Regions from separate parts of the Gossypium hirsutum genome. Here all the other regions are linked to region 3. Evidence: chromatin contacts called from public Hi-C data. All regions are on one chromosome and are shown on one strand. The core of a region is the stretch at or near the end of the contact, and the rest is flanking DNA. Distances in the headings are between cores, read along the strand shown.

The links. A called contact is a pair of places that touch in the nucleus more often than the background predicts.
Region 1: a Hi-C map of leaf shows a contact between it and region 3, with 3 times the contacts expected there. The contact joins the promoter of LOC107912685 here to the promoter of LOC107920342 in region 3. A contact is called at or near these places in 3 of 34 Hi-C or Micro-C datasets (all in leaf).
Region 2: a contact with region 3 is called in a Hi-C map of leaf, with 2.0 times the contacts expected there. The contact joins the promoter of LOC107913039 here to the promoter of LOC107920342 in region 3. A contact is called at or near these places in 2 of 34 Hi-C or Micro-C datasets (hypocotyl and leaf).

The regions. Positions count from the first base shown.
Region 1 is chrD08:34,573,415-34,577,094 of Gossypium_hirsutum_v2.1, reverse strand. LOC107912685 (BAG family molecular chaperone regulator 1) reads left to right here and starts at 2,271. Exons shown (of 4, transcript XM_016840986.2): 1 at 2,271-3,207; 2 at 3,294-3,550; 3 at 3,641-3,680. The coding sequence starts at 2,979.
Region 2 is chrD08:33,614,094-33,617,747 of Gossypium_hirsutum_v2.1, reverse strand. LOC107913039 (outer envelope pore protein 37, chloroplastic) reads left to right here and starts at 2,154. Exons shown (of 7, transcript XM_016841494.2): 1 at 2,154-2,805; 2 at 3,271-3,360. The coding sequence starts at 2,401.
Region 3 is chrD08:34,099,257-34,102,720 of Gossypium_hirsutum_v2.1, reverse strand. It overlaps LOC107920342 (molybdate-anion transporter), which reads left to right and starts at 1,625. Exons shown (of 8, transcript XM_016850007.2): 1 at 1,625-2,018; 2 at 2,941-3,085; 3 at 3,181-3,349. The coding sequence starts at 1,868.

The sequences.
Region 1 (3,680 bases), core at 1,022-3,521, 470 kb before region 3:
AATTCAAAATCCCATACCCAATATTGGGAATAAGTTCGACCTCTAACAACAACTCCACACTAACATCCTCACTTTTCTTGGTGCCCAAACACCATAGTCTCAATATCTTTATTATCATTGAGATCTGCGATAATGTATTTACACTGTATTTTCGGACATGCACTTAATATTTCCAACTTGAATTTTCCTCAAAATCCTCAATTTCTTGCTGTCCAAGGAAACATCACTCTTAAAGATCATGTTGAATGTTGAACCAATTGAAATATGACTCAATCAATTGAATACATATTTCTATTTAAATGAATTTGTACCAAGAATCAATGTATCATCTTAAGGTTGTTAAATATTACAAAAAAAATTAACAACTCCAATAATTGTTAATAACAATGGTAGTGACAACATTAATGCTAACTTACTATCATGACAACTATACATAATAGCACAATTCCCTTATTCCATACCTAGAACATATTCAACAAGTGTAACACCAATAATAACATAAAAATTTCCTTAATAACAATGATTTGATCATTACATAATATTGATTACAAAAATTAATCACATATGTTATACCACTAATTTATGCATTATGAAAAAAAAACTCTTAACTAATTACGTGAGTTACTGAAGCTTTGCAGATAGTGCAATTTATTTTAAGGATCACAAATGAGAAAATTTTGACAATTATTTACATTATTTTTTACTTTTCTACCAAATGAAACCACATTATTTATAGGAGAGGGGAAATGTTTAGGTTAGCTTAAACATGCCTAAAGTCGACACCTATTTGTGTCGACTTCTTCATTAAAAATCATCCATGAATTCAACATCCACAAAAGTTGAGTTCCTGTTCTATCACATCAATTCCCTTTCCGTGTCTGTAAAATTCAATAGTTTTTTAGGAGAATTCCGAGAAGTTGTTAGTAGCACTTCGATACTCACTAGTGTTGAGTTCAAAATATTTCATTATCATAAAATGTTTGGACAATAAATTTTGCACATGCCATTTAGCCAAAACAAAGGAACTTAACATCCCGTGGATGTTGAGGTGGTCTTAAAAATCATGATTTGAAAAATAAATTTTAGATATAACTAAGATCGGAAATAATATTTAATTTTGTTATATAAAATAAAAAGATATTGTTTATTATATTATTTTTATATTAAAATCAATAAACTAGATTATTTTGAACATTATGATCTTTTTAGTTCATAATCTCATTTATTAAATCATTTTAAATATCATTTTCAATTCATTCTTTGTTCAAAATTAATTAGTTCAGGTTTTAGTCACTCAACTTCAAAAATTATAAAATAGTCACTGAATTATTCAAAAGTTTTCATTTAAGTTACTGAATTGTTTAAAATTTTTTATTTATGTCACTACACTATTAAGTATTTTTCTTTTAAAAGGTCTGACTAGCGAGCATTAAGTAATAATTCGATAATCAGTACGGTAGATTAGTTTCAATCGACAAGTAGATGAATATATATTAGATCCAAGTCAATTTGACAACTTGTGTAAGAGATAGGAGAAGTAAGCTGTTTGAATTTTGGTTTACAAATTTATGATGTTCATAATTGTTGCATGAATAAAACTAAAACATAAAAAAGATTGAGAATAAGAACTTTTGATTTGTGCAGACGATGCGAACAAAAAATGTCATGCAACGATGATTGTAATAACTCAATAATTTAAATAAAATTTTTTAATAGTTTAGTGATTATTGAATGACCAAAAAATAAATTTACTAATAATTTAGCAACCTTAAATTTAATTTATCATTTATTTGATTTTATATTTATTAAAATTTATGATAAACCTATTTGTATTTTTTTTTAATTTGAATAATTTGCGTACTAAAATTATTAACATTTCCTTTTCTTTTTCATTTTGCTTTGTTCAAACTTCGACCAATTTCGTTAAACTGCCACGTGTTTGAAATCGTCAATATAATTATCAAGTCAATGATTGGAATTATTGCAAAATTATAATGAATTCCCCGATATACCCTGAGCACTATACGTGTGCAAGTACCAATGATCAACCGGTCCTTTTATAAGATAAATCGTGTCGCAGCAGAATAGTACCTAAGATCCAAATTTTGGTAAAAGAATAATTTTTTTCTCAATCTTTTACACAATTTGGCGGCATCGTTGTTTGTTTGCCTTTCATTTTCCCCGTAATTTTAAAACATAAAAGTATATTTATTTTTTATTTAAACTATTTTTTTAATATATAAAAAATAAACATTTATATAATCTGTTTCTTAAGGTCGTAAAGCTGCTCAATTAGCTGTCCACTCGTTTTTTATTCATATTCTTTTTTTCTTATTCGTTTCCCTATTCTTCCATGAGTATCCCAGAGCTACTAGGAGGGAGAGAAAAAGAAACAGATTCATAATTTGGAAAGAAAATTGTTCATTTTCCATATTATAGTCTTTCCCCACCGTTGGACATTTGATTTTTCCAGTCTTTTTGTTGTGAAAAAGTGGGAGATTCTCGTAGCATCGTTTTATTTTTCTGCTACATTTGCGTTGGAGAGATCTGAGTTTTCTTCTTTTTGTGTCAGCGATCTAGGAGTTGAGTTTGGTTTTCTTGCAGGGAAAGAATCGATGATTTTCTCTTTTTCTTCTTGCCTTTGGTAAGACGCTATTGTAAAAGGGAGAAGTCGAAGAGTTGGAGTTTCCTTCGTGTCTTTGCTTTGGTTTGGTCTGCTTTATTTTTCTTGGTTGTCTTTGTAAATACGCGTGGGCGTTGGAATTGGACTCGGATAATGCTGGGGTGGGACTCTTAAGAACCTCTCGTGATAACATCCCCTTAAGTCTTAAAAATGGCTCTCCATGATTTCTGATACAGATCGCTCGCTTTCACTCTTTCTGAAGATCTAAAACAATCTCTCCTTCCCCTCCGTAGAAATTTTTCTTTCTTCTTTTTGTTTTAGTCACCGAAACGAAACATATCGTAGTTAAAAGAAAATGATGAGAGTGAAGACAAAAGCAACAGGGTTGGCCCCGGTGGCAAATGGCGGTGGCGGTAGAGGTGAATCGGCTGCTCATGATTTGGAGCTTAGACCCGGAGGCATGTTGGTACAAAAGCGAAACCCGGACTCCGATCGAAATTCCATCCCACCACCGACTATTAGAGTTAGAGTCAAATACGGCTCCATCTACCACGAAATCAGTATCAGTTCTCAAGCTACATTCGGTAAATTTCTCATCTTTCACAATAATAATACTAATAATAATAACCTCTAATAGACCAATTAAAGTTACTTTGGATTGTTGTGGCAGGGGAGTTGAAGAAGATGCTGACAGGGCCAACAGGATTACACCATCAAGATCAAAAGCTATTATACAAAGACAAGGAGAGGGATTCCAAAGCGTTTCTAGATATGGCAGGTGTGAAGGACAAGTCCAAAATTGTCTTAGTTGAAGACCCAATTAGTCAAGAAAAGAGGTTATTGGAGACCAGAAAGAATGCTAAGGTAGAGAAGGCATCTAAATCCATCTCCCAAGTCAGCTTGGAAGTTGATAGGCTTGCTGGCCAGGTACATAATATTCAATACTGGTACATAATAATTTATGAGATTATGCATTATTTTTCTTAGTTTAAATTATATTGGTTGGATATTGCCTAGGTGTCAGCTTTTGAAACAATAATCACCAAAGGTGGGAAAG
Region 2 (3,654 bases), core at 905-3,404, 490 kb after region 3:
CCCCAAATAGGGATGTCGATTAGCCAGGATGTTGCATGGGTACGTTATTCTACCTTCGATAGAAAGAACAATTACTCTTGAACAAGATCATGCTGATACATTTTATAAAACTAAAAGTAAAATATAAAAACAAGAGACAAAATGAATATATAAGACACAATATAAGAGAAAACTTCTTCCTTTTCTTGGTTCATCTATAGTCTCTTACATGCCTTTATTTATACGCATTATAACATAGCATCCCATAAGTTATAAAAGTAATAAGACAGTAATTGCCTTTATGTATAGAATACCTTTCACTATGTTTGGATTAAAAGTAGTAAAGGAAAAGAAAGGAAAAGAGTGGAAAGCTTAACAAATGGATAATTAAAATTAATGAAAGAAAATAAATTAATTCTAACAATTTTTGTTTGGATAAACAATGAAAGGGAAGCAAAGTATTAATTATAATAAATCTTTACAATTATAACCTTTTCATAAATTTATTTATAAAAAAAGTAGACAAAAAAAAAAAATTCTACATCTTAATATTTTGTTTTACTTTTCTTTCTCTACCTTTCCCTCCAAATTAGAGTAAATAAAAAATTTAATTTTTAAATGAAAGAAAGGGATACTCAATTTTCTTTACTTTCCTTAGCTTAAATTATTAAGTCTATCTAAACAAATATATATATATATATAACGCTTTCCCTAAATAAGTTTTACTTTTATTTTAGTCAAATAAATTGTAAGAAGTTATTTGCTTATTTGAGATAACTTTAAAATAAACCTTATATTTGGATGGAAGTAACAAATGAAAGGAAAGCAAGAGAAAGTTGTTCCACTTGTTTGGATAAAAAAAATTTTAAGGTAAGGAAAGGTTAAGACTTTTGAGTATATCCCTTACTTTTTCTCAAAGTGTCAAATTTTTAATTCCCTCAAATTGGTGGGAAAGTTAGAGAAACAAAATCTATATATTTTTAAGATATTAAATATCTTTTTTACCCTCCATTTTTACATAATATATCATAAAAATGTTATAATTATAAAACTAATATTATATTCAACTATTTCTTTTCCTTTATGTGGTTTAACCAAACACTAATTTTTTCCCTTTCTTTTATTTTTATCTTTTTTTAATCTAAACATACTCTAAAGGTGTGTTTGGTTCACCAAATCTTAGATTACGGGTATGTAAGATTATCGATGGAGTATAGTATTAACTTGTTTGGTCTATTTGGTAGAATGTAATATTCATATGTTTGGTTGACGAAATATAAGATTAATGATTTTTTTATGGGTAAATTATAAAAATGGTCACCCAACTATGCATTTCGTTCTGAGTTAGGACTAAATTGGCAAATTCTATAAATTTTAAGGGCCATATTGATTTTTTAGAATTATAACTAAAATGACAAATTTTATAAACATTGAGGGCTAAATTTGTTTAATTTTTTATATTTAAGATTAAATTGATAGAATGTGCAAACATTAAAGGGCTAATTTTGTTACTGACCAATAAAAAAACCTACATTAGCTCAAAGTGACTAAAATATTTAATTTCGAAAAGTTTAGTGACTAAATAAAAAAATTTAATAGTTGAGTGATCATTTTTAATGTTTACCCGAAAAAATAATTTTAGCATGGATTTAACGTTCCACATCATCATTTAACAAAAAAAAATTAATGGATGGGTTAATTTGCACGTTTTGAAATAATGTACAAGAGATAATTTACCTATTTTTCAATAGAGGGATCAAAATGCAATTCACCCCTAAGTATAAGGGCTTCCCCGATACTTTTACATGCATTTTCCTATAGCATTCAACAAACACATTTTAAAAAAAATCCTTAACATCAATCTAATAAACCACAAAGTAATATCAAGATGAAAAGTAATATCAGGATAAAAAAAATTGTCTAAAATTTCATATTTCACTTGGAATTTTAGATAACCTAAGAAAAAATTGTACCATTACCACATCTTGTTCACGAATATAAGATTAGGAAAAGATCAAAAAATTAAAAATTCAATACTGCAATCTCATTAAAACCAAACAACCCAAGTTTTGTCTTAAAAAAATATAGGGTTAAGGGTTCAATTAGTACATACTAAAAACATATTTAGGTGAAAAGAAAATAAAAGGGGGGGAGGGTGGGTGAGGGCAAATCAGAATCAGAAAATTTAAAAAATGTAGAAATCGAAATAACCGGTGACACAAGCATGCAAAAGACGTCACTCTCTCTCTCTCTACCAAATATCAATTTCCAAACAAAGCAAAAGCGTAGGTTGACGAAGAGTAACCCTCGCCCCTCGATTTTTTCTGGTAGCCAAAGGCCAGAATTTTTAACCCTTTGAATACCATTACCACCCATATACCTTCAATTACACACCCCAAAACCCCCCTCCCAATTTGAGCCATGCTGGACGCTTCTCCTCGAATCCCCAATTACCTTGTCCCGCCCCTGTTACCGCCACCGCCACCGTCCCCTTTGGAGCCGGAGCCTGAGCCACCGCCATCTTCTCCACCACCCAGGAAGCCCTACCAGTTTCTCTCTTCGTTATCCTCCCTCAGAGTGACTTCGGAGTTCGATAGTGATAGCCGCGTGTTCTTCCACAAGCTGTCTTGTAAGCTCTTCGACAACCTTGCGAAGCTCAAACTCTCCTTCATCAACAACGCCAAACGCGAGATCACGGAGCCCCAGTTGGCGCTATCTTCTAAGTACTTGTCCATATACTACGATCCTGAGGAACAAAATGCCATCTTCCAGGGTTACTACAATGTCGGTCCTACGTGGCATTTCAAAGCTGCCATTGATGTTAAGGTTGGTTTTTCTTTCCTTCCAACTCGCGGTTTTGGCTTAGTGGGAGTCTTGGTTGCCAATGTCATTGAAAATTGTATAAAATTGAAACCTCTTTTTTATTGTGCATGGAAGATATGAAAGATTGTTTATTATTTGGTTTTCTAGAGAATTTTCGAGTACCGGGCTTTGCATTTGGTGATCGTTTTTCGAGCCTATGAAATTGATAATGGGGTTTCAGAGGATTTTTCTTTCATAAAATGGTCTAGTTGGTCGTCATACTTGAGTCTTGAAGACCTCTCTGAACATCCTTGTGTTGTTTTTTATCTTCAATCCTATTTTTCCTTGTATTTTTGGGAATGGGGAGTTTATTATTTTTGAAGCCAACTATCATAATTGTTGTTCAAGTGCTGAATAAATATTTCCTTAAAGCCACATATGCCATATCCCCTGAATCTCTCTCTCTCTCTCTCTTTTTTTTTTTCTCAGGCACAACAAGGTGAACTGGCAGCTATTGCAAAACTTGCTGATCCTAGTTATGCTGTTGAAGTGTCATCACCTGTTCCCAATGTTTCATTGGTGAGCTTTGTTTCTCCTGGTGTCTTACTAGTGAAAATCGATTGCTTGGCATTAAGTTATGGACAATTGAGAACCATTTATCATGGAATGATGTGGTAATTCAATTTCAGCAGTTTTTTGTGGTTCTAAGTTGCTTAATGTATGTGGTGTCATACTGTTGTTTTTTTCTTTATGCATTATTCAACCCATACTATACTGACTTTTGCATCGCTTAAAACACTTGATTAATGGCAGTCCACTTGTATTTTTATGCTTCCTCTCTGATGTTTTTCAACATTGGTCATAGCTGTTTTT
Region 3 (3,464 bases), core at 376-2,875:
TAAACTTAGAAGACATAAATGTTACAAGTTACAAATCTGATGAAGAAAATACTTCAACAGATGAAGAAGAAAATATAGAAATACCAAAACCAATGGATACTGATCAAACAAATTATAATCCTCATGGAAAAAGAAAAATAGAGCCGGATCTTCAAAAAGATGATTATTTAAGATATTTTCATAAAAACTATTTACAAGTTGAAAATACAAGTAGGATTTTTGGTAATCAAACTGAAAATATTGCTACTAATGAAATAAAATTTTAGAATTTAGGAGAATCATCTACTCAACCAGTCCCACATAGAATAGATGATTTAAACAAAAGAAATGTTGCCCAAGGAGGAATATATTTAGATCTAACTAATATTCCTATAGCAAACTATGAAAAAACCATAGATGATTGGGCACAATCTATGACTATAGTTGTTAACAACAACATGTGGTCAAAAGAAAAAATTTTAAACTACTTTGTTGGAACATTTCAAGGAGATGTTTTACAATTCTTAAGAAGATGGGAAGAATCAGAAAAAGGAAGAGAACAGAAAGGGCAGTTAATCAACTAGATTGAAACTCCTAGAAATTTATTAAAAAAGTTAACTTTTATTCTAAAAATAGAATTTTGTGGATATACTGATAAAAAAGATCAAGAAACTACATATCTACTTATTGCATTTAAGAGATTTATCAATACCTAGAGATTGGATAATAGATAGGATAAGTAGTGCAAGTACTTCTAAACCCGTAAGTACAATAGAATATATGTCGTTCGGTGATAAATTATATTTTAAAAATACAGCTATAACAAATACAAATGATAATTTGGTTTTACCCTTAAATACTCAAATAGAGGAAGATGAGGAAAACCCAAGTAGAAGTTTTATATCTTCAACACCGATAAGAATGAAAACAGTTCAATTCCTATTTTTCCCACAGAACCAAGTAGAAACTCTGTATTTTCTAGAAACACTAGAATGAAAGAAATACAAACTTCGATAATAATCCAACAAATGAAACTTGGAATAAGTGATGTAATTATATTTTCAAATTTCCAGTCTAGGAAATATTACACATATATTGAAATTACACTTCAATTTAAAGAATTTAAAATATATTATTTACATGCTTTATTAGATACTAGAGCTACAACTAATAGTTGTAGAAAAAATGTCATTCTTTTAGAAAAATAGGAACCTATGAAACATCCAATAAAAGCTAGTAATGAAACCATAATTCAATATAAAGTTAGAAATGTATCAATCTACATAAATAATGTAAGATTTGTGAAACCTAAAATATTATGTTTTTCAAAAATGCATGGAGATATATTATTAGGTAATAATTTTATATATCAACATTTATTATTTTTTATTAATAAAAATTTAATTATGTTATCTATAAAAAAATACTAAAATAAATATCTTCACCCCACAATGTGATCCAAGGGCCCACAGAAGGGGCCCACTTCATTTGATCCTCGTTGAAGATCCAAGACGCGTTGTCCATAGATCTTAACCCACCGACATGTCCTCCTTGTTACTCTTCATATGAGACAACCCAATCCCGCCACGTGTCGGACCTAAAACCAAAAAGTCCACCTAAAAAGTGACCCAAATGTTAAAAGCTCGTCTTTCGCGGTTTTCATCTAATATTTACTCATCCTCACAAGTTCTCCCACCACGCACTCGTCATTGTACCTCACTCTTTTTAATGATTAAATCAAATGTACAACAACTAAGGACACTCCAAAAAGAAGCCACTGAAGCAGAGGCATGTGCAGGAAATAGAAACCCAATATCCATCATTTTTTCTTGCTGGGTATATCTCATATCTCTCTTAGTAATTTGCGTTGGAGGGCCAGGCAGCAGCAATGGAGCTGTTCTACTTCGTCGTGTTCGGGGCATTGGGAGCGGTGGTGGCCGCATTAGAGCTAAGCAAGACCAGCAAGGACCGAACCAACACGTCCCCTGCTTTCAATTCCTTCAAGAACAATTACCTTCTTGTCTACTCTCTCATGATGGGTAACTAACTACCCTCGTTTCGTTTTACCCAGATCTGATTTCCATTTCTATCTTTGGATCTCACTTTTTTTTTTTGTTTTACATTAACATGGATCTGATCTATTGTTGGACTTTTTTAATGAATTTAGATACCCATTTCCTAGATTTGCTAGTTTTTGTTATTTTTTCCCGTTTTGGTGGATAATGTTCTTGTCATTAATGACTACTTTGAACAATACTGTTTCTATTTGCTTTGGAAATGGAAAACGGGATTCATTCATTTGATTTAGCTTGTAAAAGACAAGGAATTAGTACTTGAAAATGACTTCCTATAAGTTGTATGTCGATTTTTAGTCCGTTTCTGTTTTCTGGTTGAGACGATGGATTTGGTTTTTTTTTCGGTGGGTCTGAGACAGGTCGCTATTGCTTGGGTTCTAGGCCCTCTTATTGATGATGGTCTTGAAAAAAAAATTGAGAATTAAGTCTATTTTCTTGGAGCTTGAGTAAAGTCTACTTCTGCCGAGTTTAGTCTGCCCCATTAAGATTTTTTTCCTTAGATAGTAAAACTAGCTGAAAGCTAAATAAAGTTGCATTAAACCCTTGAATTAGTTTCTTGGTAATAGAAGGAGTGATGGCGCTTTCTAGTTGTCTCCTTGGGATGCAACTGGTCAGTAATTTGACTTATTGTATCAAAATTTGCTGTTAAGCTAGCATTTGAAAATGCCGTGAAAAAAAAAAAAGGTTAGCACTTTAGCAAGTCTTTCTTTGATTAATATGCATAATAAACATGTAGCTTCATTAGTGTAATGCACGACATTTGTTCTGAGGTATGATCGTATCTGTAGTTATTTTTTCTGGTAATTGTGAAAGATTAACATTCTTATATTGTGGTAATTGGGCATATTCTAGCTTGCTGTTCTAATAAATGGTTATGTGTCAATAGCTGGAGACTGGCTTCAGGGTCCATATGTTTACTATCTGTACAGTACATATGGATTTGGAAAAGGGGAGATCGGACAGCTTTTTATTGCTGGTTTTGGCTCTTCCATGTTGTTTGGGACAATTGTTGGATCTCTAGCTGACAAACAGTAAGCTTTTACTTTGGCTTCTGTTGTGATATATTGTGCTTTATGGATGAAGTTTCTTGTCATGATACAAAAATACCTTCATTTTTTCAATTCAGGGGCAGGAGGAGGGCATGCGTTACATACTGCATAACTTACATACTTAGCTGCATCACCAAGCATTCTCCTGAATACAAAGTTTTGATGATAGGTCGTGTTTTGGGAGGTATTGCTACCTCTCTTCTGTTTTCAGCATTTGAGTCATGGCTTGTTGCTGAACATAATAAGGTGAGGCATTTCATCTATCCCCCTTTACTCTTAATGCTTATTAGGTGGACTTATAAACATTATAGATGTATTCTCTTATGACCTTCACCCTTATTTCTAGTATTATAGATGCTGT